Linked DNA regions of Macaca mulatta: region 1 is linked to region 2. A link is a contact called in public Hi-C data. All regions are on one chromosome and are shown on one strand. The core of a region is the stretch at or near the end of the contact, and the rest is flanking DNA. Distances in the headings are between cores, read along the strand shown.

Evidence for each region. A called contact is a pair of places that touch in the nucleus more often than the background predicts.
Region 1: a Hi-C map of fetal cortex germinal zone shows a contact between it and region 2, with 5 times the contacts expected there. The contact joins the enhancer-like site here to the promoter of SOX4 in region 2. A contact is called at or near these places in 2 of 14 Hi-C or Micro-C datasets (fetal cortex germinal zone and fetal cortical plate).

The regions. Positions count from the first base shown.
Region 1 is chr4:161,931,586-161,937,217 of T2T-MMU8v2.0, forward strand. The region is part of intron 13 of CDKAL1 (CDK5 regulatory subunit associated protein 1 like 1); the gene reads right to left. Among named protein-coding and RNA genes, the nearest start is that of SOX4, 400 kb to the left of the region's middle. Within about 2 kb of position 3,031, at least 3 of the 40 cell types and tissues checked have an H3K27ac peak or open chromatin away from gene starts, as enhancers often do. A contact at or near this core is called in fetal cortex germinal zone, where this site is marked.
Region 2 is chr4:161,525,109-161,531,044 of T2T-MMU8v2.0, forward strand. SOX4 (SRY-box transcription factor 4) reads right to left here and starts at 4,671. Exons shown (of 1, transcript XM_001098923.5): 1 at 1-4,671. The coding sequence starts at 3,889. The coding sequence ends at 2,462. It also overlaps the pseudogene LOC114677687.

The DNA of each region.
Region 1 (5,632 bases), core at 1,781-4,280, 400 kb after region 2:
ATACAAGATACAAAGACCAGACCCGAGGCAGTTCTACTGAATCCAATCAGACCATGAAGTTTCTTCTAACAAGAATCCCCTTGTGCTTTTCTTCACGCTGGTTGGTTTTCTTCTAGCCGTGTCTACCCTAGTAAGAGGAAGACAATCCAAGGTAGTCTCTTCCCTGCTGGGGGCAAAATCCCATTCTTAGTAACAAAGCTATTTTCATCTGCTGATCGAGAGCCAATAGTAAGAGTAAATAGTTACACAGGAAATGCCACGCTGATGCCTTCCTGCCTGGCATCAGGGATCCATATCTAGTGCTAACTAAACTGCCAGTTCAAAAAGCAGCTGCATTTTAACCACCTGCCTGTACATTCTGAGTATTCTAGAGCATTCAAAGGTATTGCCTATAATGCTTTTTGCGGAATTAAAAAAAAATTGTGGTAAGAACATATAACATGAAATCTACCCTCTCAACAAACCCAAACATGTTGACCCTCCTATCACGGAGCCGGCGCAAAGTACATCAGGTCTGTTTTTCCCCACACTGGGCAAGCTCTGTCATGCCCAGGCAGCCTGGGAAAGTGCTCAGCATTGAAAACTGAAGTCCTATGGCTAGATACTGCCAGTAAGATCTATCCATGAGATCTGATTCATGGAAAGGGCCAGTGGAACCAACACTGGATATAAGTGTAGAACTTTTTTATGAAAAGCCCAAACCTAAAAATTGAACAGAATTTCCATTCACTTCCACCCTCCTGATCTATTCCCATTGGTCTCTCTCAGCCATTACTTGGCAAGTCTAAGCCAGTCTTCTTTGAGAGCAGATTCTCAAAAAGGGACCTACTCATAAAAGTAGGTTGTACACCTTAAAGAGATATGATTTTATTTGTCAGTTGAAAAGATGAAAAAGAAGAAGCCACAAAATACTTGGAGGAAATATAAATTATTAGACACGTAACGTGTTGATGAAACATTTTTAACATAATGCCATGTTGCCATAAATGAGAAGTTTTTAACCACTGATTAAAAAAAAGTATATTAAGATTGTCATAAAGTCAAAAAGCAAATAGAAAAAATTGCAAGTATGATATATATAAATGACATGTTATATGTTACATAGTATATATAAAGAGCCTTTACAAAACAGTAAGAAAACAATAAATGCTCCCAACAGAAAAATAAACTGCTAAAAAAGCAATTCAAAACCAAAAATCTAAATTACCTACATACAGTACATATGTGAAAAAAGTTTCGCTTCATTTTCAACAAAGAAACACTAAAATAAGGAAATGTCCATTTTTTCACAAATGGGCAAAAATATGTATGAATACTGCGCTGTGCTTCTGGGAAAACATTTTTTTCATACATTCCCCATCTCCAAAAGGCAGACAAGTAACCAGTGATAACATTTAATAGGTCACTTTCTTGGAAGGTGCTTGTAGAAGCTTTGTTTCACTGACAATACAAAAAGTAAGCCAAATAAAAAAAAAAAGAAAAGAAAAGCAAAAGCAAAAGCATTGGAGAGAGAGATTGTTTATGTAATCTAGTAATCTGCAGCAACCACTTGCCAACTCCCCTCACATCTTCATTGCTCCAAGTCCTCATTCCAAAAGCACAGGGCGTCAGGCACCTCAGTGAGCTACACTACCAGGCATTACCAATGGTATAAAACTCAGAATAATTCAGAGAAAGATTCAGACATTTGCAAGAAAAAAAGGTGTGGGCGTGGTATGCAGGACACTTTCTAATTATCTTTATGGCATAAGAAAGCTTCTTTTCAAATACTAAATTATGAGAAAGGATGGATAAACTCCAGCCTACCCAACTTCTAAATGAGAAGTTTTAAAATCATGAATTCAGAGCTGGATTGGATAGAAGAGAGGACTTCAGAGATCATTTAGGACAAACTCTTCACATTACAGATGAGAATACAGGCCCCTTAGAGATTAAGTGACTTGGTCAAGCTCACGTACCTCATAATATTTAATCTATAATGTTAAAAATGGATTCTATCCTGACAGTTGTTTTAGGCAAGGGGTGAATTACTCAATGACTTTAAAACTGCACTGTGTATACAGTAGCCCCAGTCATATGTGGCCACTGGGCACTTAAAATGTGGCAAATCTAAATTGAGATGTGTTACAAAACACACACCAGTGCAAAGTACACACTGGATTTCAAAAATTTAACATGAATAAAAGAATGTAAGACATCTCATTAATTTCTATACTGAATACATGCTGAAATGATAATACTTCTGATATACTGGAGTAAATAAAATACATTATTCAAACACATTTCACCTGTTTCTTCTTACTTTGTTAATGTGGCTATCAAAAAATTTAAAGTAACATCTGTGGTTGATACCATATTTTTATTGGAGAGGGCTGCTCTAAAATACGATGATGTTGTTTTTAAAAATTTAGCAGAAATCTACCATTTCACTGTTTTAGAAACGATATTAGTCATTTTTCAAAAAAATTAAAAAAGAAACTCACCACACTCTTAATTGTGGTGATCGTGCAAACGTAATGTTTTAGTTTTAGGAAGGAATGTATACACGTCTATAAACTGTAAAGGCAGAAATTCTGAATAGCAAAATTGCTCTTTTTGACCATTAAATTATTCTTGCTTCCATTTTTCTGGTTGACCACAGCCTCCCTAAAACCTATGGCATGATCAACTTGCTCACTGTTTTTAGGGAAATCCAGGCAACCAAGGAGAGGCCATCTACATTTTCCAATCTGTCATTTTCCATTCAGTGTGGCTGCAAAAGCAACCATATAAAAAACGGTGGCATTTGGACTTAAAAGGCAGAAAGTAATCATTATCAAAAAATTCATTAAAAAAAAAAAAGCCAAAAATGAATGTCCAAAACACGTACTGCCTTTGGTAAGATGAATCTTACATTACCCCCCATTCCCCAAAGAACTCAGCATAGATGTGAGCAATAAATAACACGTGCAGTACACCCCACCATCTTTCAACCATTTGCCAGTCAGGATTGAGGCTGAGGAAGCAGAAAAGATTAAGCAGAAATCAAAGAGAGCCAAGCTCTAATGGTGTCTAATTAGCATAACAAAAGGCACTGCCACAATCTTTCAGCAGTGGGCAATACATCTCATTAAAGAAGACTGAATAACAATTATTCTCTCCTGACCCCCCCCCGCCCCACCCCCATACTTCTTGGCTTAGCTCCGGGAGACCCTGAGAGCCCCGCTCCAAGAGCTTCTGCATTATTGGCCAGGCATTCAGGCTTCACGGGAAAGAGCCCACTTGTATTACTGCGCACCTGCACCTCAATGCTTTATTCTGATTTCCTCTCCTGCGGTGAAAATGTAGCTTCTTCAAGCATGTACAAGTCCTGATATGCAGTTTATAGGGATATAACATTGAGAAATGTCAATGATGACCTAAAAAGTGAATACCACTTCTTCTAAAACATCTTTCTTGAAAGAAAATTGATCTAGTATTTATTTCTCTTCACCTATTCTAAATGAAGCTAAATGGAAATTCTAACAAATTTTATTGCAACCAGTAATTTGCTGTGTGCACACACAGGCATGCACATACACATAGATACATATACACATCATGCCATTTAAGTGAGAGTACTTTGGTTCAGACCTATCCTCTCTCCCTCTTTCCCCTTGATGTAGACAAGCAAGAAAACAGAGGAAATTCAAAGAAAATCAAGATTGCAGGTGAGCATGTGAGTAGTTTTTGTATACATTTAAACCAAGAATAAAAGACTTCACTTAAATCAGTAATTTAAAAATTCTTCCAGGGTAATTACCAAGAAAGATAAAAGCTTTAAGCAATCCTATGTACTCTTTCGTATCAGTCTACTTTGGGGGAAGGATTGAGTGAGAAGGTGAGAGAAAGGACACAGTTATTTAGTCCAAACAATTTTCAATTCTGAGCTATATTTTTTGATCAGTAACACCTTTCAAAAGAAATTTAGTATGAGGGCTGCTTTTTTTTTTTTTTTTTTAATGGCCTCTCCTGCCAAACACAATAGTACATCCTCTACTTAAACCTGAACATTGCCATGTCTGCAAGTTGTTCTAGGAAAAGCTGTTTATCACAGATGTAGATAGAAGCCACTGCAATGGTTCCTGAGACTAAATAGCAGAAACAGAGCCAACTCAAGGAGTAGCTGGGAAAACCTATTTAGTAAGTCTGGATTTTCAAACTGCTACAAAATTACTGCACTGTAGGAACTAAGAGACCTTGAGAATATTCAAGTCATTAAAATCACTGTGGCTCACTCTGTAATCCTAGCACTTTGGGAGGTTGAGGTGGGTGGATCACTTGAGCCCAGGAGTTTGAGACCAGCCTGGGCAACATAGTGAAACCCCATCTCTACAGAAAAAAAAAAAAAGAAAAAAAAATTAGCTGCACATGGTAGTGTACACCTGTGGTCCTAGCTACTCCAGAGGCTGAGGTGGGAGGATCACTTGAGCCCAGAAGGTCAAGGCACCAGTGAGCTATGAGCGTGCCACTGCACTCCAGCCTGGGAACAGAGTGAGACCCTGTCTCAAATAAATAAATTAATTAAATAAAAGCATTGGCTAGAGGCCTAAGGTGAGATATTTTAATGCTATAATACTTTGCACATGATAGTATACAGCTAAAATAAACCTTAGACGATCACTTGAATTCTAAAAGGCCTTTCTCTATGTGGTGAACTACTCAGCATTTAACAGCTGGTTTCTGCATGGTGGCTCACGCCTGTAATCCCAGCACTTCGGGCAGGCCAAGGCGGGTGGATCACTTGAAGCCAGGAATTAGAGACCAGCCTGGCCAACATGGTGAAACTCCATCTTTACTAAAAATACAAAAATTAGCTGGGCATGGTGGTGGGCATCTATAATCTCAGCTACTCAGGAGGCTGAGGCGGGAGAATCGCTTGAACCTGGGAGGTGACATTGCAGTAAGCTGAGGTTGTGTCATTGCACTCCAGCCTGGGAGACGGAGCAAGACTCTGTCTCAAAAAAATAAAAAAAAGTCAAAGAAATGTATTTGGGGGTAAAATATTTTTATTTCTTTTAGGGCCTGTTATCTGTCATGTGATGCTGTGCCAGAATCAGGTTGGAATCTGGTATCTTATTGTTACAAAAAGTCTGTTTTGTCAGTCTTAAGTTCTCTGTTTTAATGTTACTGCTGATCAGCTGTACCTGAATTCCAAACAGAGGAGAGCATAATGAGGCATGTCCAACCTACCCCTCCCCCAACCCCCCATCCCTGCTTCCTCTCATGGCCTAAAGCATCACAGTTTTTCAGGTTAACTTTGAATGCCCCTGGCCAAGAGGATGGGTCCATTCAGTTGGGTGGAGGGCTTAGAATTTTATTTCTGGTTTATAACAGTAATGATGTAGTTTTAGTCTTGAGTTGTCTTCAGATTAATAACCTGGCTTTTGGGAGTCACTGGCAGAAGTGATAATATGGAGGAGGTCCAACTGCAGGTGCAGGACAAGTTAGATTATTATTGGTAACATAACCCATAGCACTTCTACTATCTCCAGGATGGTCTATATTTAACTAAATTCCAACTTCACAGACATCTTCCATTTATTATAAGAAGACAGCTCTGTGAGCTGAAACACATTCATAACTTCAACACTACTACTGGACATCTTTATTC
Region 2 (5,936 bases), core at 3,421-5,920:
GATGGATGGCAAAAAAAAGTTTAAAAACAAAAACCCTTAACGGAACTGCCTTAAAAAGGCAGACGTCCTAGTGCCTGTCATGTTATATTAAACATACATACACACAATCTTTTTGCTTATTATAATACAGACTTAAATGTACAAAGATGTTTTCCACTTTTTTCAATTTTTAAACACAACAGCTATAAACCTGAACACATATGCTATCATCATGCCATAAGACTAAAACAATTATATTTAGCGACAAGTAGAAAGGATTAAATAGTCAAATACAAGAATGAAAAACGCAGTACATAGTGTCGCGAACTCAAATCGGCATTTAGATAGATCCAGTGGTTTAAACGGCACGTTTTTGCTTATAAAAAAAGTGCAAAAAAGATGTGGTTTACGAGTTAAAGCTACAGAATCCCTTTTTGCTGTAAATGCACCAGTTTTAAAGCCTCTGGACAGAGCAGTATTTCTTTTAAAACTTTGTTTTTCTTAAAAGCTTACAGTGTTTGGCTAATTCTCCTCCCCTTTTTACAAGACAGGGATCGGAGGGTGGACACTGGTGGCAGGTTAAGGGATACTGTCACTTTAAGAAGCCTGCAGATTGAAGTGTAAACATGGAGAAATTAGGGGCTGATTTTTTAAACTGTGTGAGATATTAACCAGCCGCCCTGTTATAAAATCAGGAAATCCAAACAGCGATTTACACCGATTAACACCCCCTTTATATATTTTTTACAAAAATACACTGAGAAAATAATCAAACGTTTTCATCTCTCTTGTCTTTTTTTTGTTTTTTAAAAGTGTCAAAAGTCTACATTTAAATATAAAAAATTAAAAGTTAAAACTCTAGCCCTTCAGTGAAGGAGACGTAAAATGGCGTGGGTAACAACAACTACCAAAAAAAAAAAAAAAAAAAAAAAGAAAGAAAACAAGGAAAAAAAAAAGGAAGGAATAAAGAAATAAAGTAAAAAGAAAGGAAAGAAAAAAAGGGACAAAAGCAAAAAAATGTTTGGCCAGTATAAATACGTCCACATATAAAATGGCATCTGATTACATTTACAAGGAAAAAGAAATACGAGGATGGAGCATCGGTGAAGGAAAAAAACACGTCTTCTCATTTACACCTATAAGGAATAAACACACACACTGAGAAAAAATTTGGTCCTGAATTGTTTTTTTAAAGTCCAGCACAGATTTGAGTTGCGTTTGAATCCTTTAGAGAGTTAAGAATGAAAAAAAGCTGGTGATAATTTCGTTGTAGGAATCAAACATAGCGCCATCTATCTGCTTTTTATATTATCCTACACTATTTTAAAAACTGCTCAACAGTCTTATACAGAAATCTTTAAAAGATAGACAGGATAACATGCTATATTAACCCCACCATTGAAATAATCCAACACCATCACGATTCCGATTAAGAGAAGAAAAAAACCTTTTTTTTTTCTTTTTTTCTTTTTTTTTTTTTTCCCGAAACCACTCGCTTTCCACTGACTGCCCCTGTACCACATCAAACAGTCTCCTCTCCTCCACGCCTCCGGGGTCTGGGAAGTCTCACCTCACTGATTTCACGTAGAAGGCAGGCGCAGGACCAGCAGCCGCCGCCGCCTGCTCCCCAACGCGCAAATCCATTTCAGTTTGACCGTGAACCCCCTTCCAGTTCGTGTCCTTCTCCGCCCCCGCCCCTAGCTCCCGCTGCTGCGCTTCCAACGGGGTTCTCGGGTCATTTCCTAGCGCCGGTCACTCTGGCTGGCCTCCTCCCCTCAACATCTCCTCCTCTGGCTGCAGACGGGGCAGGGGGAAAAGGAAGAGAGAGAAAAAAAAAAGCCCCAAACGGGAATTCGCCTGCGTGGAGTCTCTCAGTCCCGGCGCTCCCCCAAAACATCTGCCATCGGCCAAACTCGTCACCCCGGAACCTTCTGTCTTCATCAGGCGTTTAAAAAGGGGGGAGGGGAGGGGAGCGCTGGGTTATCCCCTCCTTTCTTGACCAAGAAGTAAAATAAAACAAAACCAAGGTGGTGATGCAGGAATGGGGAGATTCCTTCAGTCTCTAGAAAACTAACTCGGTTTCTTGCTGGGGGTGCAGACAAGTCCGGAAGCTCTTTGGAAAGGGAGGGGGGTCTCTTCAAGCAAAGGGGAGGAAACTCGAAGTCGCTTTTTTTTTTTTTGCCATCAACAACAACATCAATAACAACAATAACAGGTCGCCCCTGTCTACCCTCTGCCTCCTCCGCGTCCCTCCGGCTGGGCATAGTGGGTCCCCGGCCCGGGAAGGTGGGGGATGGGAGCGCGGGTCCAAAACGCCGCCGCGCTTTCCGACGACGGGAATGCGGTCGAAGCCAGCCCTGCTCATTTTTTTTTCTTTTTTCCCTTTTCTCTTTCAACTCTTCGTCTGTCCTTTTCGTTTCATTTTTTATTTTTATTTTTTCTCCTCTCCTACCCCCGGCGCTCCCCACTGCCTGCGCGCCCTTCAGTAGGTGAAAACCAGGTTGGAGATGCTGGACTCGAGCCAGTCTCCCGAGATCATCTCGCTCACCTCGGGCGTGCAGTAGTCCGGGAACTCGAAGTGCGAGCCGGAGCCGGGCTCGAAGTTAAAATCCAGGTCCCGGTCGAGCGCCGACGACGAGCTGAAGCTGCCCAGGGACATGCTCTCAAAGTTTGAGCTGGGGTTCAGGTCGAGCAGGTCGTCTTCGAACTCGTCGTCGGAAGACGAGGAGCCCGAGGAGGAGGAAGAGGAGGAGTGGGACGAGGCCGAGGAGGACGCGTGCGAGGGCGCGCTGGACGGGGCGGGCGAGGCGGCGCGCAGGCTGGCGTAGCCGCGGTGGTCGGCGGGCGAGCGGCCGGCGGCGGGGGACGAGGCGGCGCTGCTGCGGCCGCTCAGGCTCGGCGCGTCGGGCGAGCAGCCCGCGCCCTCCTCCTCGTACAAGCCCAGGGGGTCGCTGGGGTCGGCTCCCGCGCCCACGCCGCCCACGGGCGACGACGACGTGCCCAGGCCGCCGAACAGGTAGACGCGCTTCACCTTCTTCTCCGCCAGGTGCTTGCCCGGGGCTGCAAGCGCTGCGGAAGCAGAGGCCGCCGAGGAGGCGGAGGCCGAGGCGCTGGGAGTCCGCGCCTTGTACAGCGAGTGGTGGTCGGCGGCGGCGCCCAGGGGCAGCAGGGCGGCGGCCCCCGCCTGTTCGGCGGCGAAGGAGGAGGCGGCGGCGGCAGCCGCTGCTTTCCCGCCGCCGCCGCCGCCTGCCAGGATGAGCTTGGCGTGCGGTTTGCTGACCCCGCCGCCCGCGCCGCCCGCCACTTTGGAGCCGCAGCTCTTTTTCTGCGCCGGTTTGGAGTTGGCGCCGCCGCCACTCGCACCGCCGCCTCCTCCCCCCGCGTTGCTGCTCCCGCCGCCGCCGCCGCCCCCATGGCCGCCCCCGCCGCTGCCACCGACCTTGTCTCCCTTCTCCCCTGGCTTGGAGGAGGCGGCGGCCGAGGAGCTGGAGTTAGCGTTGCCGGATTTCACCTTCTTCCTGGGCCGGTACTTGTAGTCGGGGTAGTCAGCCATGTGCTTGAGGCGCAGCCGCTCCGCCTCTCGAATGAAAGGGATCTTGTCGCTGTCTTTGAGCAGCTTCCAGCGTTTGCCCAGCCGCTTGGAGATCTCGGCGTTGTGCATGTCGGGCGACTGCTCCATGATCTTGCGCCGCTCGATCTGCGACCACACCATGAAGGCGTTCATGGGCCGCTTGATGTGCCCACTCGGGGTCTTGCACCAGCTCGGGTCGTCGGCCTTACCGCCCGTGGAGGCGGTGGAGCCGGGCGTGGGGGAGGAGGCGATGCCCAGCTCGAGGCCGGCGCCGGAGTCCGAGCTCTCGCCAGCCAGTAACGCTTCCGTGTTCTCGGCATTGTTGGTTTGCTGCACCATGGCCCCGGCTTGGCGGGCGCCCACGCGCGCTCACACCCTCGCGGCGGCCGCGGCGCGATCGCCGGGCCCTCCCGGCTTCCCGGGCCGAGCACACGCCGAACGGGAAGACGCGCGCGGCGGCCGAACTGGCCCCTCAACTCCTCGCAGGGGCGGAGGTGGGCGAAGAGAGAAAAGTCCCCAAAAGATGCGGGGAAGGAGTTCTCCGCCTCTCGCAGAGGAGTTATAGTTCCCAGTCTGGAGAGTCTCTCCCTCTCTCTCGCTCTCTCACCGCGCTGCAGTTTGCTGTCTCTCGGCTGAGTCTGGAGACCGTGCTAAAGTAGAGAGGAGTTTCTCGAATGCTGGTTGCTGAAGCTTCCAATACAAGTTTCTCGCGGCCTCCCAGGCAAGTCTTTTTTTTTTTTTTTTTTCTTTTTCCCTGAAGCAGTTGATTCCAGTTCACGAGCGCTCTCGGTAGCTCAGGAAAGCGACATAGTCTCTAGCACTTAGTCCCTCTCCTACAATGCAAAGCAAAAAAGACTCTGGCTCCAGGACTGTCTGTGGGCGGAATCGGCACTAAGGAGTTTGTGCAATTATTTTGTTGCAAGGTAGGAAGCCAAAAAGCCTGCATGCAACAGACTGGCATGAATAAATGTATGTTTCTCCCTCCCTTCTGCAAGAAGGGAGCTGGTAATGGCAAGAATTCCTCCAGTGCAGACTCTTAAAGAGCGTGCAAGAACTAGAGACCCGACAGCTAAACAGGCCTCTTCCCCTCACACACAGTTTCTCCTGCTGCAGCTTAGAGCAGACCCCAATTCCGCCTCGCGCCTCTTTATCCTTTCACAGTCTTGGCTGCAGCCAATCAGCTGCTGTAACCAACGCTTCCTCATGCCAAACCCCTCCCCCGGGCTTCCCATTGGCTTGGAACCCGATGCAATAATAATCTCCGCGTGCAATGAGAAGCTCCAAATCTGACCTCATTCCAATTTACAGAGCAAACTTTTTAAAAGGGCTAGAAGTACAGCTGAGATTTCTGCTGCCTCTTTTTTCCTTTTGCTGTGTGTGTGTATGCGCGCGCGTGTGTGTGCGGGCGTGCGTGTGTGTACAGTGTGTGAAGAGGATGTTAATGCATGAAATTATTAAAGGGAGAGACGGAAATGTATTCTAACCATTATGTTAGATAACAAGGGGCTTGGAAGGGGGCGGGGTAAGGGTGAAATACTGTAAATGGAAGCTTTCTGCTTAAAAGCCAAGTGATTATTTTTATTACTTCTTTTCAGCATTGGAATAAAGAATCAGCCTCTCGTGCAAAATCTGTTCCCCAGCTCTTTCTTAAAGCCAAAGCTGTAAAGGGGAAGAGAAAGCCACAACAATAAATCAATGGATATTGAAAACCATTAAGAAAGTGGTACCTAGACACCTGTCATCACAATTATTTTAACAACTCTAGGTACAGCACAGATGTTGATGTATTGTGTAAATCCCTTCAGAACCATTTTTGTGCTGTTTGTGGAAGGCAGGGAAGACCTCTTTGCAATAATTGCTTACTCTCTTAACCAAATAGGGGTCAACTATGGTTATTTAATGATTTAAACTCCCTGTAAATCCTGCATAGCCCAAACAGAGGAGCTTTCCGTGAAACACATTAGGTAGTGCTCCATAATTACCTCAATGGGCAAATTTCCAGAGTTTTGTATAGGATGTATAATCGTATGTAAAGGATGGAAATCGGTTTTACTTTCTAAATATTTGTTTTCCCTGTTTTCAGAATTAAAGATTGCTTCACTCTCTTCCCTCTCCTCCTCCCAAAGCCATCTCCCTCCTTTCCTTCTTATATATTTCCTCTTGTTATTTGTTACTTGAATCGAAGGGAACTGAAAAACCAAGGCAAAGAGAAACTGTAGAAGGAGGTGATAAGTGGTAGCAGAAGAGAGTAGGGCCTCCGGATTCATAGTACACCTGGCTGCTAATCCTTCTTACTGGTTTGTAACTATGGGGATGTGGCGAAGTCTCAGTTTTCCTCATCTATTATATGGAGGAGCTACTTCATAGAGGGTTGTTGTGAGGGGTC